Regions from separate parts of the Mus musculus genome. Here all the other regions are linked to region 2. Evidence: chromatin contacts called from public HiChIP or PLAC-seq and promoter capture Hi-C data. All regions are on one chromosome and are shown on one strand. The core of a region is the stretch at or near the end of the contact, and the rest is flanking DNA. Distances in the headings are between cores, read along the strand shown.

The links. Promoter capture Hi-C pulls out the DNA fragments that hold promoters and counts their contacts. HiChIP or PLAC-seq counts read pairs in DNA pulled down with a chosen protein or histone mark.
Region 1: a promoter capture Hi-C map of liver shows a contact between it and region 2, with 4 times the contacts expected there. The contact joins the enhancer-like site here to the promoter of Phkg2 in region 2. A contact is called at or near these places in 4 of 39 promoter capture datasets (the C10 cell line, hippocampal neurons, liver and 1 more), 1 of 484 Hi-C or Micro-C datasets (B cells) and 1 of 115 datasets of contacts at active chromatin or transcription factors (embryonic forebrain).
Region 3: an H3K27ac HiChIP or PLAC-seq map of microglia shows a contact between it and region 2, with 6 times the contacts expected there. The contact joins the promoter of Sult1a1 here to the promoter of Phkg2 in region 2. A contact is called at or near these places in 6 of 39 promoter capture datasets (the C10 cell line, hippocampal neurons, liver and 2 more), 1 of 115 datasets of contacts at active chromatin or transcription factors (microglia) and 1 of 9 other capture datasets (liver).
Region 4: a contact with region 2 is called in a promoter capture Hi-C map of liver, with 5 times the contacts expected there. The contact joins the promoter of Nupr1 here to the promoter of Phkg2 in region 2. A contact is called at or near these places in 3 of 39 promoter capture datasets (liver, neutrophils and pre-B cells) and 1 of 115 datasets of contacts at active chromatin or transcription factors (pancreatic cancer cells).
Region 5: a contact with region 2 is called in a promoter capture Hi-C map of the SN4741 cell line, with 4 times the contacts expected there. The contact joins the promoter of Tlcd3b here to the promoter of Phkg2 in region 2. A contact is called at or near these places in 7 of 39 promoter capture datasets (the C10 cell line, the SN4741 cell line, fetal liver and 3 more), 2 of 115 datasets of contacts at active chromatin or transcription factors (large pre-B cells and microglia) and 1 of 9 other capture datasets (liver).
Region 6: a contact with region 2 is called in a promoter capture Hi-C map of liver, with 4 times the contacts expected there. The contact joins the promoter of Tial1 here to the promoter of Phkg2 in region 2. A contact is called at or near these places in 2 of 39 promoter capture datasets (liver and pre-B cells).
Region 7: a FOXA1 HiChIP or PLAC-seq map of pancreatic cancer cells shows a contact between it and region 2. The contact joins the promoter of Gdpd3 here to the promoter of Phkg2 in region 2. A contact is called at or near these places in 1 of 39 promoter capture datasets (neural stem cells), 1 of 484 Hi-C or Micro-C datasets (B cells), 2 of 115 datasets of contacts at active chromatin or transcription factors (embryonic forebrain and pancreatic cancer cells) and 1 of 9 other capture datasets (liver).

What each region holds. Positions count from the first base shown.
Region 1 is chr7:126,744,940-126,747,714 of GRCm38.p6, reverse strand. No RefSeq gene overlaps it. Among named protein-coding and RNA genes, the nearest start is that of Mapk3, 13 kb to the left of the region's middle. Within about 2 kb of position 1,429, at least 99 of the 459 cell types and tissues checked have an H3K27ac peak or open chromatin away from gene starts, as enhancers often do. A contact at or near this core is called in liver and pre-B cells, where this site is marked.
Region 2 is chr7:127,571,960-127,574,659 of GRCm38.p6, reverse strand. It overlaps Phkg2 (phosphorylase kinase, gamma 2 (testis)), which reads right to left and starts at 1,312. Exons shown (of 10, transcript NM_026888.3): 1 at 1,204-1,312; 2 at 694-806. The coding sequence starts at 788.
Region 3 is chr7:126,675,067-126,677,766 of GRCm38.p6, reverse strand. Sult1a1 (sulfotransferase family 1A, phenol-preferring, member 1) reads left to right here and starts at 1,349. Exons shown (of 8, transcript NM_133670.2): 1 at 1,349-1,465; 2 at 2,184-2,323; 3 at 2,414-2,539; 4 at 2,621-2,700. The coding sequence starts at 1,449.
Region 4 is chr7:126,623,888-126,626,732 of GRCm38.p6, reverse strand. It overlaps Nupr1 (nuclear protein transcription regulator 1), which reads left to right and starts at 1,263. Exons shown (of 3, transcript NM_019738.1): 1 at 1,263-1,410; 2 at 1,700-1,843. The coding sequence starts at 1,299. The coding sequence ends at 1,830. All of the region lies in intron 1 of Gm39087 (a long non-coding RNA gene), which reads right to left.
Region 5 is chr7:126,822,025-126,824,724 of GRCm38.p6, reverse strand. Tlcd3b (TLC domain containing 3B) reads right to left here and starts at 1,422. Exons shown (of 5, transcript NM_029978.1): 1 at 513-1,422. The coding sequence starts at 637.
Region 6 is chr7:128,460,276-128,462,982 of GRCm38.p6, reverse strand. It overlaps Tial1 (Tia1 cytotoxic granule-associated RNA binding protein-like 1), which reads left to right and starts at 1,310. Exons shown (of 12, transcript NM_001347640.1): 1 at 1,310-1,858. The coding sequence starts at 1,827. It overlaps Gm32816 (a long non-coding RNA gene), which reads right to left and starts at 1,263. Exons shown (of 4, transcript XR_378509.4): 1 at 731-1,263.
Region 7 is chr7:126,765,076-126,767,775 of GRCm38.p6, reverse strand. It overlaps Gdpd3 (glycerophosphodiester phosphodiesterase domain containing 3), which reads right to left and starts at 1,362. Exons shown (of 10, transcript NM_024228.2): 1 at 1,167-1,362; 2 at 832-874; 3 at 466-601; 4 at 340-385; 5 at 91-209; 6 at 1-13. The coding sequence starts at 1,305. It overlaps Mapk3 (mitogen-activated protein kinase 3), which reads right to left. Exons shown (of 9, transcript NM_011952.2): 9 at 1,960-2,536.

The sequences.
Region 1 (2,775 bases), core at 180-2,679, 830 kb after region 2:
TAAGTCTGGCTGACTTTTAGTTTGAAAGTTGATTCCAGCTTTTTTTTTTTCCCTATTACTTTTATTAAGGAATGAATTCCCATAGGCCTGTAGGTCTTTATTCTGATATTTTTGCTGACTCTATAAAGCTTAGTTTAGAATCTTTTTTTTTTTTTGAGACAGGGTCTTTCTATGTGCCTTTGGCTAGCCTTGAACTCACTATGTAGTCCAGGCTTGCCTCAAACTCAGATTCTCATTCCTCTGCCAAGTGCTGGGATTAAAGGATAAGCCACCGTGCCCTGCCCGATTATTCTAGTGTTTCTGTTTTTTTCTAGTCCTCAAAGCTAGTCTTGAACTTGCTATGTTGCTGAGGATGCCTTTGAACTCCTGACCCTCACAGTTGTGTTTTGAGACAGGGCCTGATAAATCACCCAGAATTCTCTTGCGTAGCCCTGAGTCCAGGCTGGCTTGGAAGCTGTGTTTCTCTTTACTCCGTTTCCCGGGTAGCTGGAATTACAGGCCTGTGGCCGCAGGCCCAGCTTCTATGGTAGGTTTTGAAATCAAGTCTCCCTATGTAGTCCAAGCTAGCTCTCAATGTCCAGCTTCCCTGCCTCTGCCCCTTAGGTGCCAGCATTACAGGTGTGCAGCACCACACTTGCTTGGCTGATGTTGAAACTGTTGGGTAGCCACCAACCGTGGCTCGAGTTTCCTTGTGTCATCTGAATTTCCCAAAGGACTTTGTCACTTTCTGAGATCAAGGCCCAAAGCAAACAAAGGCCCAGAGGTTCCCTGTCAGCAGTATGGTAATGCTGCGGTGGGGGGACAGGGAAGGGAACTTCACTTAGTTCATGCAACTTCCTGCTGTTCCTGCCCTGCACGCAGACGGCCACAGGGAGACTGATGCCAGAATTCACGGCTAACTCATTCCAGATCATTTACAAGCGCAAGGTAGAACGGCATTGATCATTTGCAGTATGTTCTTTTTTTCAAACCGCTCACTCAACAGTTGTCTACAATGACTGCAAGGCTGCACACAGCTTCTGTTGGACTCTAGAGGGAGAACGGGATCCAAGTCTGTGGTCTAGACCTCCTTGATGGAGTTAGAGCCCTTCTCCTCCTCCCCGAGGATTTCATTTCCTCATGACTACTCTCTCTCTCTCTCTCCCTCTCTCTTTCTCTCTGTTGTTAGTTTGCTCTCCTCCTCTTCCTCCTTTCTTCAAACATCATCCCAGCAGCTGCTTCGCCACCCCTTTGCCATCGACTCCAGCCCCTAACTGCAACCTTAAGTCATTTTAACCCTGAGCATCTTCTTCTGGATGCAAAGACAAACAAGATGAAAGTAGTGAAGCTCTGCTTCCTCTTGGTCATCTGCCGCTGCTGTTACACCACCCACCCTAGGCACTGCGTCGGTCTCTTCCTTCTTCCAAATATAGCTGTGGCCTTTTCGCTGCTGGTTTTGTAATCTCAGCTCAGTCCACTTGCAGCCATCCCAATGCTGTCTGTACACGTTAGAGCAGCCGAGTGTGTGTGTGCGCGTGCGCGTGTGTGTGCTGCATGTGCGTGTGTGTGCTGCATGTGCACAAGTGGAGATCAGTTCTTTCCTTCTGTTCCATAGGGTCCAGATATTGACCGTGGGTCCTCAAGCTTGTCCACAGAGCCCTTACCTGTTGAGCCAATTCTCTGACCTTCTCCACCTTCTTTCAAGGCAAGGTCTTGCTCTGCAGCCTGGGGTGGTCTTGAACTTGTGATCTCCTGCTTCTTCTTCACCAGTGCTGGGACTGGTGCCATTATGCCCAACTTCTTTTTAATCAGAGGATTTCCTGTCTGCTCCTTTAATCCCTTGAAGCCCTCTTCCTGTGGCATCTCCATCAATATCCTAAAGGATGAGAGAGAGACATTTTGCTTTTCTCATTGGATAGTCTTGAAATATATGTGTGTATGTATATATATATATATATATATATATATATATATAATATATATATGTATGTATACATATATGTGTGTGTATGTATATATATATTAGTACAACATTGGAACAGGGTCATAATTAACTTAGTGTCCTTTGATCAATGTAGTATTCTTTTTTTAAAAATTTATTTATGTATATATTTATTACATGTAAGTACTCTGTAGCTGCCTTCAGACACTCCAGAAGAGTGGCATCAGATTTCGTTATGGATGGTTGTGAGCCACCATGTGGTTGCTGGGATTTGAACTCAGGACCTTTGGAAGAGCAGTCGGCGCTCTTAACCGCTGAGCCATCTCACCAGCCCCAATGTAGTATTCTAAGAGTTACAGACGTTCTCTGGTTTACTCTATGTACATTAATATACAACTACACACTTTCCCCATAGCATTTAGTTTAGTTATCCATCTCTGTACAAAACCCCACCATAAAGCATGTGTGCTGGTGTATGCCTGCATCCTGGCACTGGGGAGGCAAGCGTGTGCACAGCCTGGGCTACATAGGGAAACCCCATCTCAGAAACAAATAAGCCAATGCATACTTCTAATCTCAGCACTCCATTACAGGCTGAGGCAGAAGGATACGGTGTGGTCTACATAGAGAAACAGAAGTAGAAACAAAACAAAACAAAATCCCCACATTTCATAGCATAAAACAACACTCCTGGTGCGCCTTGGTTCTTTCTGTGGGTGGAGCTTAGAAAGAACAGAACAGAAACACTACACTTTGCCTCACCCCCAGCCTCAGCTGGGACCACTGAAGCCCCAAGTAACAGTAAGAGCTCTGCAGCTGGGGTGAGATCCACTTCCAATCCGGCTTCCTCACTC
Region 2 (2,700 bases), core at 63-2,562:
TTTTCTTAGAAGTCTCCTAAAGCCCCTCCTCTGTGGAGACCCCGTTGATTGAATCCTACTGCCTACTTATTTTTTCCCCTAACGCTCCTTTCGACCTTTATCTTTTTTTCATTATGTAAAGATAGAAACATTTCCAAGACAGAAACTTCCTCAGGGTTCCTGTTCTGTCACTCCCTCACCCGGTGTTCTTGGTGCTTAACACAACATAACCAATACACTATGCTTCTGAAACTAAACCATAAAGCATCTGTGGTGGCGATCACAGTAGCAATCCCTGCTCCCCTCCCCGACAGGGTTTCTCTGTGTAGTCCTGGCTGTCCTTGAACTTCCTCTGTAAACCAGGCTGGTGTCAACTCAACAGAGATTCACCTGCCTCTGCTGGGATCAAAAGCATTCACCACCACCGCCCAGCTCCAAGCATCTTTTCTACAGACCCCTACTTCTCGAACTAGATACCTTTGAAATGCTCACGTGATGGGTATTTTCTACCTTCCCGTTGTCTGGACCACAAACAATTGTTGACAATATAGATGAATAGAGGAAAAAATGCGGGTTAACTCGGAATACTAGCCAAGTCACTAACTGTTTTCCACTGTCCACTTCCTAACTATCCAGTCTTCAGAAGGAAGCCTTATTTCCTGGCTGGGAGCTGACTACACTGGGCCGGTGTATGCTTCAGCTGTGAAGGCTCACCTGCCAATGATGTCCTTAGGGTCGTACTTCTGGTAAAACTCTTTGGCCGCAGCCCAGTCAGGGAGTTCATCCTCCGGCCCCACGTCCAACGTCATTCTGAGGGATGTGGGGGCCTGGGAGGAGGAAACGGAGGGCAGTGAGGGCAAGGAGGCCCACAGGTTCTGAGAGGATGCACATCGTGGCTCCCGGGGGCGCAGCACCTGCGGCTGGGGCGCCAGGGTCCTGGGGGTTGGGGGTGGGGTAGGGGAAGGATCAGGACCGGGGAGACCACAACGAAGGGCCTAGGGGGGAGGGAGGGAAGCAGGGCAGGGAAGAGGATAGGGAAGGGCGGGAGGGGGGAAAGGTGGCTCGGAAGAAGGGGGAAATGGCACAAGTGCGGGCGGCTGTTACCGCGCAAGCGCACTTGGCGTCCACTGGGAGGGGCGCGGGGGTCTCGAGCAGGATGACCCGTGCGAGCGGGGAGGGGGAAGGGAGGGTGGGGGGAGGGGGGTGAGGAGGGAACAGTCTAACCTGCGCAAAGACCCTCAGCTGCTTGGTTTATGTTTGTTCCTTTGCTTTAACCTGTAAGGCTCCCACAGCGACCTAAGGCACCGCCCCCATCATTGCAGCCAATGGCCCCTGCTGTTTGAGAACTAGGGATTAGAAACCCTCCGATTGGAAAATGGCAGTCCAATAGGAAGACGGGATTCCAGGGCGGACAAGGCCGTTGGCGCTAGAAGTCCCCAAAAGGTCTCCACCATGAGGAGGAGCCTGAAAAACAGCCAATCAACATGTAGCACTTGCTTTTCTCTCCTGGTGCTGCTGGTCTGTAAAGAGACACGGAAGTTAGGTTACCGGAAATGTGATGTCTCCGCACTACCTCACCGTGCCCTCGGACAAGGCCCTTTTAGTTTCCTTCTGGAATCCTCATTTATTATAGTAAGAGCCTGTTCCAAAATTCCTTTTTTTGTGGAAACCTGCGTGTAGACAAGTGTGGTCATGCACGCTTAATCCCAGCACTAGGAGGCGAGGCAGGCAGATGGATCTCTTGAGATGGAGGCCAGCATGGTCTACAAAGTGAGTTCCAGGACCGGCAGGGCTGTTTATACAGAGAAACTGTTTTGAGAAACACAACAAAACAAAATGCATATGCAGCTTGGCCGTTTGGTCCTGACTAGAGCTTTCAGGATAGTGTCCATCATCCTGGGGTCACAGACTCCTACCGTCTTGCTCCCAGACCCTCCTGCATTAAGTACACAAGGTTGTTAAGGTCCTGCCTAGAGTAATTCCAAAGCCAGACATATCCTAAAACCAAGGTTCTGGAGTAACAGCAAAGAAAAAAGCAAATCCTCAAGGTTACAGTCCAGCAAAAGAGAAATGATAATTTTTGTTTTTTTAGACGGTGTCTCACTATGTAGCCCTTGTTAGTCAGGGATTCGTTGTGTATCCCAGGCTGGGGTGGAACTCCAAAGATCAGTCAGTTTGAGTGCTGGGATTTAAGGCTCAGGACGCCTAGATTACAGCATGATTTTCTAACAGCTTTTTCTATAAGGAAACCAAGTAATTTAGTGTTTTTGCTTTCTGTCACTGTAGAGCCTTTCCTCATCAAGCTTAACTTTAACAACTTGCAAAAATAGTTTTGAACTTTCCTAAGTAGGTTTGTTGTTGGTACACAGGGGATAATTATTCTGAAATTAGTCAAAATAATGTATTCATATAATTAGGAACCGAAGAGTCTTCCTATGAGAATATGAAATCTGGAACTAGAGGAAGAACTACAGGTAAAATTTGGGCAATGGTGAAAAACAGATTAAAAAATAATTTTATATTTTCCAGTATTGATTTCTAAAAGGACCCCCAAAACAGAAGCTAGTATAAAGTCTAAATGCTGATTTCTCTTGGTTGCAAACAAAGGAACCAGGGATCTTTGGGAAATGACCAAGGACAACAATAATGTGTCAGGAATCACAACCTGAGCCTCCCGATATTCCATTTAACTCACAGACTTTAAGTAGGTGGGGTTTACTG
Region 3 (2,700 bases), core at 100-2,599, 900 kb after region 2:
TACATTCATACCTGCAATCTTAGCCCTTGACATGCTGGAGCAGAATTGCCACAAGATCAAGTCTACCCTGGATTACATGGTGAATTCCTAGTCAGCCTAGGATCCAGTATGAGACCTTGTCTCTGTCAGTTCCAAAGCCAGCATTCTTTAGGATCTCTCGAAGCAGTTCTCCTCTACTAAAGGAGCCATTCCCTTATTCTGGCAGAAGGAACAGATCTGTGGTACCTATTAGCACACTAAAAGGCATGCTGGCATCTTGGCTCCTCTCGCTCCCCTGGCCCAGAGGCTCCCTTTCTACCAGCTTCTCACTGTCCTATAACCCAGCTATCTCAGCTACGCATCCCCCAACCCCACTCTCCAAGTCCTCGTCTTTGTCTTCATCTCTTGCTATCCCATGCCCAAACCCACTTCTCATGGCCAAGTCCAGTTTTCTGGTCATATTCAGTCCACTTCTTTCTCTCTGGACTCTTCCAGATCACTATGGCTGAACTCTCCCTAGCATCTACAATAAAATCCTCCCCTCAGTCACACCTCGGAGTGGTCCTGTCATCAGTCTACATAGTCTCAAACAAACACAATTTCCTCTAGAGAAATGGGAAGTCTTGTCCTGATGCCCAGCTTTGCACAGCTCTCCTCTGAGATGACAACTCTGTAAGGGTCAGGAGGTGCACAGCTGTGGTACAGGAGCCTCTGCAGCCCCAGTGCAGCTTGATATTGCATCTTCACTCCAACAGCAGACAGAGGTCAAGGGGGCACTCCTCACTCCTGGAGGTGTGTCTCTCCCAGCTGCAGCCTCTTGTCTTTGCAGAGGGTGAAAATCTTTCTAGGGACTGATCTCCACCAGTCACGTGTGGTATTGGATGAGGTAGACTAGAGCCATGAAGGCAGGGGCACCTTCCAGGGCCTTTAGACTCACACTCCCATGAACACCCCTCCAACTCTGTTGCACCTCTAGTTCCTTGACCTTGCTCCTTCCCATCATTCTGGACTTTCCCTGACGTCAGAGGTTCCAGGCATCGCTGTGGTTGCTCTGATCGAAGCCCAAGGTGTCCTCAAGACTGGCTTGGAGCCAGCAGGTGTCCCCATCTGGCTACTTTCTTCCCTATGCCAGAGTGGGTTAATTAGAAAAGTCCCATTGTTCTACCTTAAGTTTAGGTAAGTTAGGAAGGAGTCAGAAGCAGAGCAAAAGAAACCCACTGTCCATGCTGTGGCCTGATTGGTGTTTTGTTTTGTTTTGAACAGGCTAAACCCACAGTCCACAGTATGGTTAACAGAACCCTGCCCTACTCCACCTCCTCCCCTTTTTGTTTCTGGAGAACAGCCAGTCCTAGCACTGTTTCCACTTCCTCCCACTTGGGACACAAAATCTCCAGCTCAAAGACCAATTCTGCATTCCCCACATTGCAAAGCCTACACAAAGATCCCTACCACTGAGCACCGAGGGAGGCATGGCTCAGAACCCCAGGTGAGTGGCAGAGTGGGGTGGCCACCTTGTCCTGCCCAGATACTGGTTCCACTGCTCTTCAAGTGCCAGCTAGTCCTTACACTTTGATTAGTCTGCCTGACTGCTGCCTGGGCCTCTAGCCTCTCTACTTTCTCCATGCATACCCCACCTCAGAAGAGCAACTGTGGTTTGTCTGAGTTCCCCTCCGCTCTGGCTTGTTTTAGAATCCTTTTTATTTTAGTAGAAAGTTTCTCCCTACCTTGCAACAAGCTTAATAGCTAAATTGGTTATATTTGTCTCAGAGCAAAATAGGATATCAGTTCTAGATGGGCTGAGGCATTTCTGAAGATAACAGGAAGTTCAAGGGGAAAAAAATAGAGAGAGGCCATGGCCTGAAGCTGCACTAGGAAGTAGTGAAGACTCGGCTGGTGCCTGCCGTTTTCTCATGTATGAGCTGGAATATCCTAGGAAACAGCACACATTGGACTGATTCTACCTCAGAGTGTTTTAATGCCTGGACTATGTATGCTTGGGCACTAGGGACATGGAACAATGTTCCACAGGTGATCAGACATAGCACAGTGGTGACTTTTGGTGGAGATAGATTTGCCTTTGATCCCAGATCTACCTGCCACTTTGGGGGGCTCTGCCAAAGCCCCAGGATCCCCGTCTTAAATCATTTAACACATGGTACTGTGGACTTGCTAGAGAAGTGGGTTTTACTCTGTTCTCAATGCAGCAACATGGAGCCCTTGCGTAAACCACTGGTGCCTGTGAAGGGAATCCCACTCATCAAATACTTTGCGGAGACAATGGAGCAACTGCAGAACTTCACAGCCTGGCCTGATGATGTGCTCATCAGCACGTACCCAAAGTCTGGTGAGCGAGCAGTGGTCCCCACCACACACACACTTTGGTAAGCAGGTCAAGACTCTGAGCCTCGCTCACCTCTTGCTCCTCCCTTTCCAGGTACTACCTGGATGAGTGAGATCATGGATATGATCTATCAGGGTGGCAAGCTAGATAAGTGTGGCCGGGCCCCCGTCTATGCCCGGATACCCTTCCTTGAGTTCAGCTGCCCAGGGGTCCCCCCAGGTATGTGCATGGGGGTGCTAGAGACAAGTGGAAAAAGGTAGGACCGGGCCCCAGTTTAACAAAGTTCCTTGTTCAACTTAGGTCTTGAAACTCTGAAAGAGACACCAGCCCCACGGATCATTAAGACACATCTGCCCTTGTCCTTACTCCCTCAGAGTCTG
Region 4 (2,845 bases), core at 14-2,513, 950 kb after region 2:
TATTTCATTCTGCCCTCAATATATTATTTAAATTTTAGAAGTCACACGTATTTATTGTGTGTGTACATGGATAGGAATGTGAGGGTCAGAGGACAATTTATGGGACATTTTTCTCTCCCATACTGTATGGGTCCTGGAAACCGATAAACTCAGGTTGTCAGGCTTGGTGGCAAGTACTTTACCCATTGAGTCATCTTGCCAACACACAATATTTTATTTTAAATTCCTTTTCTCCACCCTTTTTTTTTTTGAGGGGGGAGGGTCAAGGCAAGGGCACTGTATGGGAACCCATGGGAAGTTGTGACTAATCCTTACACTGTTCCCGCTTGTGAAGGTTTTCCAGGCCTCATGAGTCTGCAACCTCTCACCAACAGAGCCAGATAGAGTTATCCTCTGTTAAAGGGGGAACCTGAAGCAATCAGAGAGGGAAAGTGACGTGTCCAAGGTCACACAGCAGGAAACACTGGATCTGAGCTGACTTGTGATCCCAGCATTTAGGATGAGGAGGCCAGAGAATTGCAAGTTCAAGGGCTAACCTGGGCTCCATAGAAGGATTCTGTCAGAAAGAAAGGTAGAGGGAGGTGGATCAGGAATCAGAGTGTGGAATCCAGGGTATTTGCTGTCTCTACCAGCTAGCTATCCTCCATCTTGCATGAGGAAGAAGTCCCTGGGGACTCTGTTGAAGGGGACTTTTCACAAAAATAGAAGCCTTGGGTGTGACAGGAACTGCTGACCAAGCAAGAAGTGGGTCAGTGTCCCTCCTCCCTCCCTTTTCAGTATGTATGCTGCCACTACCTCCTGAATCTGAACCAGACTACAGTGTGTGTGTGTGTGTGTGTGTGTGTGTGTGTGTGTGTGTCTGTCTGTCTGTCTGTCTGTCTGTCTAACTATGACCCAGGCCCAGGAGGGGCTTGTGGCAGAGGCTGAAATGATAGGAAGGACTGGCCTATCTGAGGCCCTCTGCTCTCCCTGGCCAATATCCCAAAGACTGTGCCCAGATCCTGTCTGCTTCCTCCGCCCCTGAGGCGAGAGCTTTCCACGTGGAAAAACACAGCTGTGCTTGGGTGAGTCCTGTGAGGGAGGAGGGAGGGGAGGGTGCTCCTCTCTGCTCAGGACTGCTGTCTATGGGCCCAGTTCTGGGAAAGGGCCAGATTGCATCAGACAGGGCTTGGAGGGCGGGGGCCAACCCCGTGGTTTAGGGAGGAGACAGCGTTATAAGTAGGGTGAGAAACTGGGAGAGGGCAGACATTCAGACAAGGAGACACAGGCAAGACTTTGGAGAGAGCAGACTAGGCATAATGGCCACCTTGCCACCAACAGCCAACCCTTCCCAGCAACCTCTAAACCTAGAGGATGAAGATGGAATCCTGGATGAATATGATCAGTACAGCCTGGCCCATCCCTGTGTCGGTAAGGTTTTCGTGGTAGCTCCTTGGTCAGCCCATCTGCTTCTCACTGGGTACCCCGGTTTACCTTTCCTAGCTAATCTATTCCCAACTCCCAAGTAACCCCTTCTAGTCTCATCTACTGAGTTCTGTCTCCCTTAGCCCCAAGAACTCACAAGTGAGCATCTCTCATTCTATACTTGAGTAAACAGCAAGGATAGAGTGCTTCAGACGTGAAGACGTGACCGCCCCACTCTGGCCATTTATATGCCTGTCCTAACCTCACACACCTCCTCTACCTCCTGCTCCACCAGTCGGGGGAGGTCGGAAAGGTCGGACCAAGAGAGAAGCTGCTGCCAATACCAACCGCCCTAGCCCTGGCGGGCATGAGAGGAAGCTGCTGACCAAGTTCCAGAACTCTGAAAGGAAAAAAGCCTGGCGCTGAGACGGAGCTGGAGGTGAGTCGGGAGAGCCGGGCCTAAGTGTGCCGAGCGGGAAGCGGGGAGCCAAAAGCTGGTCCTGGTGAGATGGCGCTGCAGGTAGAGGCTCTTGCAGGCAAGCAGGACAACCTGTGCTTGATCTCTGGGACTCGAGTGATGAAAGGGGAGAGAACCAACTGCAAGCTGTGTTCCCAGGGAGCCCTGCAGATAGATGTCCAGGCAGGGAAGTGATAAGAATGAAAACCCCATTCAGACCGAATTCCATCAGCTTGGATCAGATTTCAGGGCATCTAACGCCAGGCGGTTCACTGTCAGCATATTTAAAACACAGTACAATTTGGGAAGAGGTTTCTAGGCAACAGTCAGGTCCATCAGTTCAATTCCAGGAGCACAATAAAGCTTGAGGTGTGACTACACTGAAACTCCATGAGGGTGGGTTCTAGAGCTAAAGGCCTAGAATCTAGAGTGGTCTCTGACCAATAGCATGGAGGTCATCAGGCAGATGTGACATCTCTCCTAAGAGTGGGTAATGGTCTAGGGAGGGGAGAGTCTGGGATTATCATTCTGGAGAACTTGAGTGAGGTCGGCTTCTATAGCAAAAGCTGGGGAGGTCTGACTCCACACAGAGCCAAAAGCTCACCAGGTTGTTAACAAAATCCACTCTCAGATTTCTGAGTGGAATGCAGGTATTTGACTTTATCTCCTGCATTGAGGAGACACACGGCATGATTAAAACTTCTGGTTCTTAGTGCTTCTCTTGAGTACAAGGACCTCTGTGCCCCCAATGTCCACCGACTTCCATATGCTCAAAGTAGCACACGAGAATACGCATGTGCGCACATGCATGCAAACACATTGGCATATCAATAAATGAAAAAAATAGTGTTGGCCGGACAGTGGTGGCACACGCCTTTAATCCCAGCACTTGGGAGGCAGAGGCAGATGGATTTCTGAGTTCAAGGACAGCCTGGTCTAAGAAGTGAGTTCCAGGACAGCCAGGGCTATACAGAGAAACCTGTC
Region 5 (2,700 bases), core at 173-2,672, 750 kb after region 2:
AGGGACCCATGAGGGCTAAGGGAGTCCCAGTTGTCCCTGCACCCAGACACCATGAGGCTCATACTTAGAGTCACTGGCCCCAGTGACCCCAGCCCCCCCCCCCCCCACACACACACTTTCCCACTATTTTCCTGATTCTTACCATGGCCCTCTTCCTGGCGGCCCTATTCTAGAGATATACAAGTTTCACTGTCTACTTTTCTACACCTTGACCCCCAAACACTAGCCCTGAAAAACACAGTCTTGCCCCTTGGCTTGCTCCTGGGTGTCTTGTGGGACTGTTTAGTCACATGCTGCCCTGCTTTAGAGGGAGGATAGGAAGGTGCTAAGGGAAGCAAGCTCAAGCTCAATAGTAGTCCAGATGGCTGGGTTTCAATGAGGTCCAAGGAGGGAAGGAAGCTTGGATGTAACCTACCCACCACTACTGAGCCCAGGGGCGTGCTGGGGTCCCTTCCCCATGAAGCCTGTTGGAGAGAGAGGGGCTGAACTCTCGGGGAAGGCATGCCATTTACCTGGCGGAGACAATGACTGCGTCGGCCTCCTCCCAGCGCAGCTGGGGCAGCCTCTGGAGCGTGTTCTTGGATAGGAGGAAGAGTCCGGGGAACACCACCCCCCCAGCCACCATTGGGGTAAGCATGGTGACTTGAACCCGGGCAGGGAGACCAGAGGGTCCAGAAGGGACAGGAAGGCCAAATTGAGGGAGGGAGTTGGAGGTGAAGAAGGGATTGCCAAGCCAGAAAGGGAGAGAGAAAGAGGGAGGGGGAGGCACAAAGGGGCCAGGGCGGGGACAGGATGGGACAAGAGGACCAGTTCAGGGCAAGGGAGAAAGGGACTTCAATGAGATTGGGGACACAGAAAGAAAGGGCTAGCTAGGTGGCGGGGGGGGGGGGGGGACGACAGAGCGCTGGTGAGAGGATGGGGAGAGACTACCAAGGGAGGACTTGATGAGAGGACCAAGAGGGAGAGGGGACAGGAGGAGGAAGATGCAGTGGGGGAGGGGAGGGAGAACCGCGGCAGGTGGGGGGGGGGCTTACGTGGAGAGGCTGGGAGGGCCCAAGGAGGCGGGGTGGGGGACGGTGGTGCCAGCCCTGAAAAAAGGGAGGGAGGAAAGGACGGAGCGGAGCGGAGCGGAGGCGCAGCTGGGCAAGCGGTCACCAGTCAACACCGCTCTCCCGCCACCACAGGCTACCACCTCCTCCTGCTGCTGCCGCTAGAGCCCCGCTGCCCTGTGCAGACACCGCACATGGCATTATAGAGTTGGTGCCCAGCCCCCTGCCCCCTCTGTGAGGAGGGGGAGGGGGAGGGGAAGCCACCAGCTTGGGGAGGGTGGGAGAGGGGGAGGGAAATGATGGCACCGACCAGACACCAAGAAACCGGACCTGCAGCAGCGTTGTCTCCCATGCAGCTCTGAGCCACAGCAGCGGCTGCGACAGAGATGGGGGGGGACAAGGAAAGAGGGAGGGGGAGGCCCTTAAAGAGACAGGAGCTGCAGTGCAGGGGGCTGCTGGGGACAAGGGCTTAGGGAAAGGATGGCTCTTCTCTTAAACCCCCCCCCCCCCCCGGACACCTCCACCTAGCAGGAGTACTGAGCCGCCTTTCCTGTCAGCACTTTAAAAATGTCTGGCATTTCCTTCTGCTGGTGCTTATAAACATAAATGGGTGTCCCTCAGTGGCCTGCAGGGATCTCAGCTTAGGGGTGCTCACTCCAGCCAAGAAGATTTCCTGAAGAAAGCAGCCTGAGTAGATGGTGTGTTCCCTGAAGGCACAGATAGGAACAAGCCATTTCACGGTGTCCTTCAGACCCACAGCCCCCTCCACCCCGCCCGTCCGCCTCTCCAGTCAGAGGGAGTGGAAACTACATCAGTCACCTCGCTTGCACTCCGACTCGCACCACAACGAGTCACTCCCTCAGGAGTGTGGCTCACTATTGTGACAGCCCAGGGGGAAATCTATGCTCCTATGCTCTTCAGAGGTCAGGGGATAGCCCTGAGGTGGGAGCCAAGGTTCCCCAAGATCAGAAAGTTAAGATGTGACAGGAACAGAGCTAAGTGGGAAGAGATGGCTGGCTGTCAGAGCCCTCCAGCATGGCTTTGATGGCTAGCACCAGGGCACTGGGAGACAGGAAGCAGTCATGTAGACCTGGTGGCACTCCAGGAGCAGGAGGATCACTCCTGGTAGCCAGCTTGGGCGACAGAGGAAGTGCTCGCCTGGGAGAGAGGGTTAGAAGGTGGGCTTGAAGAGCAGAGGGTGCTTGCTGCCTGGAAAACCCAGTGGAGTTATGGAAGCCGGGGCCCCTCCCTCAGGCCAATGGCCTCCTGGAGTCCCCTTTTCCTTGTTGCCTTGGTTCCCTGTCCTCGGCCACTCCTCAGAACAGTCCTGCTTACACAGAAGAGCCTGGTGGCTGGCTGACTCAACTTCCTCCTTTAATCCAAGGGGAAGAGCAGCCCCGTGCTTTGGCCAGGGTAATTTAGGCCTAGCACACAACTACTAATGCTCACTCTCACATGGCCTCTTAGAGCCTGGCCTTTCCCAAACCCATCTGTCCTTCAGACTTGTATATCATGGGGACTGACACCTCACTGTAGCTTGAGTTTCTCACTGACCCTGAGATGAGCCTACTTATCTACTGACAACTGACCTTTCCAGCCCACAGCCTACTCCCTCTGCGCCCTAGAGGAAGGGGCCAATTCGCTATTTTGT
Region 6 (2,707 bases), core at 61-2,560, 890 kb before region 2:
CTCTGCCTCCCAAGTGCTGGGATCAAAGGCGTGCGCCACCACGCCCAGTTGCTCTTTCCTTTTTCACTTTGGGATATAATCCGTTTCTCGTTCAGACTTACTCTCTCCTTCCTAGGCTCATGGAGAAGCAGCCTCCAATCTCCCACTGTACCTGTAAATTCAGGTAGGGTTTCAGTATGCAGCTAAGCAGATCTATAAGCTACCCCAAAGCTCTCTGTTGGCCACCAGACCTTTTCTCTCCTTCAATGAGACAGTGTGCAGCTGGGGGCACGGGAGAGCTGGTTAAGAGCACACTTACAGTGGCTTCCAGTTTGGTTCTCAGCACTCATATGCAGCTCACAACCACTGTTAACTCCAGTCTCAGGCAGGGAATGCCATCCCTTCGTCTGACCCCTAGGGGCCTCAGCCACAAATGTGGTGTACATCCAGTAGATTGTCATGATTCTATCTCCTCTCTTGCTTTAGCATCTCAATACTAGCAGCCCGTGTCCTCCAATACCGAACTCCAGACTGTTTTGGCATGAGACCTGGTCGTTGAGCCTCTTTGCTGTTTTCACTGATTATTAGTTTTTGATAAGGTCTTGGTATCTATTTCTAGGCTGGCCTTAAATCCATTATCCTCCTGTTCAGTAGCACTGTGCGCCACCACGCGAATATTTAAGTTTTAAGTAGGGATTTGAAAGAGCGGTACAAGCCATTTGAATGAGGGGCTGCTCTTTTGCAGCCTTACCCACTAATCCGATGAGATAATGGGTAGCGATCCTTGTGGAACTTGTAAAGCAAGTTACAAGCGGTATAGTCTAGAAAGGCCTATCTGGTTAGAACACGTGCTCAAAGACAAGGCTGGATCTGGTGTTGCCCGATGTCCGCTACATCTCTCCGGGTTCAGAGTTGCCACTCTTTTGCCCGTCGCGTGAGGCGTCGGTTGTTGAACACGGACCAGCAGTTCTGAGAGTAGAGGCGGGCAAGGCCGGCTGACGGGAGAACCACGCGGAGCCAGCACACCGCCTGATCTGCAGTTGAAGAAACCGCTCTGGGGCTGGACGGAGGCGGAGCAGAAGCTCACACTGGACCAACAGAAGAGCCTTAAGATGCTAAGAGCGATCCTGGGGCGGGCCCCGGCGCGAGGCACTCTGGGATTTGTAGTTTACTTCCCGGACAGCTCCTCTCTATTTCGGCCGCCCGCCTTTTATTCCTCGCTCTATCCCGGCACGCCGACTACTTAGTCGCGGCACGTCCTCACGTACGACTACACTACCCAGAAATCTCTCCTTCGCGCTCCGGCAGGCGCAGGGTCTGCCTTGAACTACAGTTCCCAGAAGGCCACTGGAGAAGGGCTTCCCCCACTTTCCCGGGACCGCAATTCCCGGAGACTTGGTTTCGCGGCTTTTCTCTCTGTGTTGGGTCTCTCTTGGACCCGGATAGGTCTTGACTGGCCAGCAGGCCCACAGCGACAACGTGCTCCGTCGTGTCCAGTCGCAGGGTGTACTCTTTGGCCGGGCTTTCTGTCTCTTTAGCTACTTTTGCCGGACAGGCCGTCGCAGCTGGCCTGAGCAGTGACCTGGCGGGCCGCGCCTGCGCCCTGCCGCGTTTCCTGCCTGGCTGGTGGTGGCGGCCATTTTGTTCATCCTCCTCCTCCTCCTGCTCCTCCTGGTTGGAGCGCAGTGTCCGGAGCGGGCTGGGGGGAGCGGACCCGAGAGCGGGGTTCAGTACCTTTTCCTCTGTCCCCAGCCGGCGCCCGGAGCCCCCCTCCCCTTCCTTCCCGCCCCCTCCCCTCCCCAGCCCTGCCCTCCCCCTTGTCCCGGGATCACTCCGTCGCACCCACCATGATGGAAGACGACGGACAGCCCCGGACTCTGTGAGTACCCGAGACCCGGGGTGCCAGGCACCGAGTGGCCCGGGCACTGCGGGAAGCGGAGGGAGGAAGGGAGAGCAGGAGCCCGGGACTAGAAGCGGAGAGCCGGGCGTCGCGGTGGCGCGGCTGTGAAGTGCATTCCTCATCTGTCCCCCTTCCCAGAGAAGGAAGCCCTCCCTTCCCCCCCAAACACAGTCACTTCCTAGGGTCTAGGGCTTGTCTCGACTTTTTCCTCCCGACCCCTTCTTTTGCACACTCTTGCTTGGCTGGGCTTGTGCACGGCTGAGGCTGTCAGGCGCGGGAGAGCTACTGTTCCCCCTGTGCTTTGGGGGCTCCGGGCTGAGCCAGGAGCTGTGGGTCCCTACGGGGGCAGGGCTTGGCGGGGGTGGGACCACTACTGCATCCTTTGGCTTGAACGTTTAGCCTCAGTCCACGTCCTCAGCAGTCCACGTCCTCAGCCTCAGTCGCTCCGAGTCCTTCTCCCCAGTCTACCACTCTTTAACCAGAGGAGCCCCTTGTCTCTTTCTGCCCCACGTGCCCCACGCTGTCAGAAACACCCGCCTAGCGCCTGCTGCTTTTGAAGTGCCAAAGTGATTGCTTTTCGCCACCGTGCACCACCTCTGTCCCTTGGATAACGAAGTTTACTTTGAGCGCTTACTGCGCCAACCTGACAACCAGTTAAACTCCTTTCGCTCAGTTAGTGATGCCGCTTCCTAATCCGTTTGTGCGTCCGGACCATCGGAGTTGGATAAAAGGATGACTGCTCCCGCTATTTGTTACCTGTCTTTTGAGTGCTATTTTTCGCGGTATAGCTGTCGGGTTTCACCTGAAGCCCAATCTAATGAATGAATC
Region 7 (2,700 bases), core at 113-2,612, 810 kb after region 2:
TCAGGTTGGCTACCTAGGATGGAGAGAAGTGGTATAAAGGAAACCAGGCCTTTCTGAGGCCTGCCCTCAGCTGCCGGGCTATAGTACTACCTTGTGAATGAGTTCTTCATTTCTTTCTTTGACCTCCAAGCACATGGGAGTCCTTGGAAATTTCTGGAATACATCCTCCAAACTAATCATGTGCCGGTCTGACCCGTGGGCAAAATGGCCTGGGCAGGGGTGAGGGGTGTCACAAAAACTGGGGTCAGAGTAGGATAAACAGGCTGGGGGTGGGGGCGTGTTAATGAGAGTATATAAGAAGATGGCTAGGCAGCTCAAGGGTGGCTACACGCATCCTACCTGGTGAGAAGTAAATTTCCAACTCTTCCTTGTAGAGGGGCAGCTCCTGTGGAGAGCAGAGAAGCATCATCAGGGTACACGCGTGAAAGTGATGCAGCTCTCAGTGTGAGGGGCTGCAAAACTCACCTCAAAGTCCAGGGTGTTCACATCCTTATTTAGGCCTGACTGGCGGGACAGGTTCTTGTCGTGTGACACTACCACCACGCCATCCCGGGTGAGCTGGCAGTCAAATTCCAAGAGATCTGCTCGCTGGGCCATGGAACTATGGGAGCAAAGGTTGGTGGGGGAAAAGGACACAGGAAGGACCAGGGCATGTAGTGGAGGGGAAATATTGGCACAGAATTTATGGTGGGACATGTGGCCAGTTCCACAGTTCCAAGGACTTCCAGATACCCAGTTTATGAAGCGAGTAAGTAGCACTCCTGGTTGTCCTGCAGAGCACAGCCCACAACCCCACAACCTCACATGGAACTTGATGGGGCTTGGACTCACTTCTCTACTGCTTCCATGGTGTTCTCCAGTCGCTCCCCAGACCCTGTGGAAAGCAGTTTGGGTGGATCCCCGGGACCTAGCTTGACCTTCCTGCTTACCTTTCTTCCTGACGGTCTCCCACTTGCTTTAGGCTTCCTCTCTTCCAATCAGTTGAACTGGCCTCTCCTTCCCTGCCACATGCCCTCTAGGCCCCAAGACTCTCCTTTCCTCGCTCTTTTTAACATTCAATCATGCCTTGCACCTTGAGGATGGGCTGCCCACCCTGACACCTGTCTTGTTAGGCTCACTCCACCCTACATGGATTCCAGCCCTTCCACCTCCCTGACTCAGCTCACCTCCACGGTGGGCAGCCAGGCGGATAGGGAAGACGGGAGCCCGCGGCGTGTGCAGCAGATGAGGTCGGCGCAGGAAGAAGATGGAGAGCATGACGTAACTGCCCAGGGTGGGCAGAACAAAGTACAGGAGAGGGATCATAGCCTCGCTCCACGGCAGGCTTCTGTCAAAAGCACAGCCTTCCCTGTCCCAAAGGGCTCTGATGCCCGGGGCCGAGCCTGCCTGCTCAGCCAGTGTAGGCTGGCTCCTCCACCGGGCAGCGCCACGCCCATGGACCTGCTGAGCCTGCTGGGTGCTGCTGGAACGTGGCCAGACTGCAGTATGGCCCAGAGCTGGGGCCAGGCACAGGAACTGAGGCAGGCAGCCCTGGGTTCCATGTCCAGAGACCTTTCACAGATCCCAGCACCCCCTTTTGTTCTTGACCATGTGGGGGGGGGGGTTAAGCAGCCCCACCCCCTAGTGTTTAGATCTTTCTGCCTCCCATAGGTGTTTGTGGACAGGATCTGTAACTTATTACACATTTGCCACTTCCCGGGAATTTGGGGGTGTGTAAGGTACCCCTGAGTCACCCCAACTCACTCCAAGCAGTTAAACAGGAAGTTGTTAGGGAAGACAGTGACTAAAGGGAAACTGACCCCTTCCCAGAGACTGACACTCCTTAGAACCCAACCTCATCCCTGGCCAGCTGGAGCCAAAGACTACCAGGGCCATGTAAAGCCACAGCTGGAGGCAGGGGGCAGTTGTGAGTGCGGTATGCTGGGGTCGCGTCGACATACACAGACAGAGGCAGGCTCATCCATATACACATCTCTATATTTATATATTAGATACAGGCACGGGGAGATGGGGAGGGGCACCGGCTCTCCACGGGCCCCACCCCCACATCCAATCACCCACACACAGAAGCAGCAAGGGCGTTACATGTGGCAGCTTGAGAGAGAGAGGGTTAGGCCTGGGCTCCTCAGGGAAACTAGCCCTTGAGACTTAGGAATGTTCTGTCAGGGAAAATGGGGTGGGGTTCCAACAAGATGAATAGGGCAGAGCCCTACTCAGTGCCCTCCACCCCTCCGTAGCACAGGTCCTAGGACGATCATAGCCCCTCCATTCCAGAACGGTCTACCAGAGCCGGGGCTAGCAAGGGTAGATAAAGACACAGCAGCAGAGATCAGCTCTGGGGCCACCTCATCACTCAGGCTATGGGGAGATGGGGCAGGGGATTGGAGTGGGAGAAGCCTGCTTGAAGCAGGAGACCCCAGCAAAGTGAGAGAAGGTGGCCAGGCCCACCCTTGGTCCAGCCTGGGCTGCCGGGGTCTGGGTTGAGCAAAGTTCACTTTCTAACAATCTGCAGAGAAGGAGCAGGTAGGAGCAGGACCTGAAGGAAGAAACGGACAGAAAGGAATGGTCAGCGGGGTGAGCCCTGACCCCAGCGTCTTTGAACTGTCAAGTTCTGTGGGTCTTGGCTTCCTTATCTGCAGCTAACAAGAGCAGCCACCAAGTGCTACTGTGATTATAGGCTCCTCTCAAAGCATCATGATA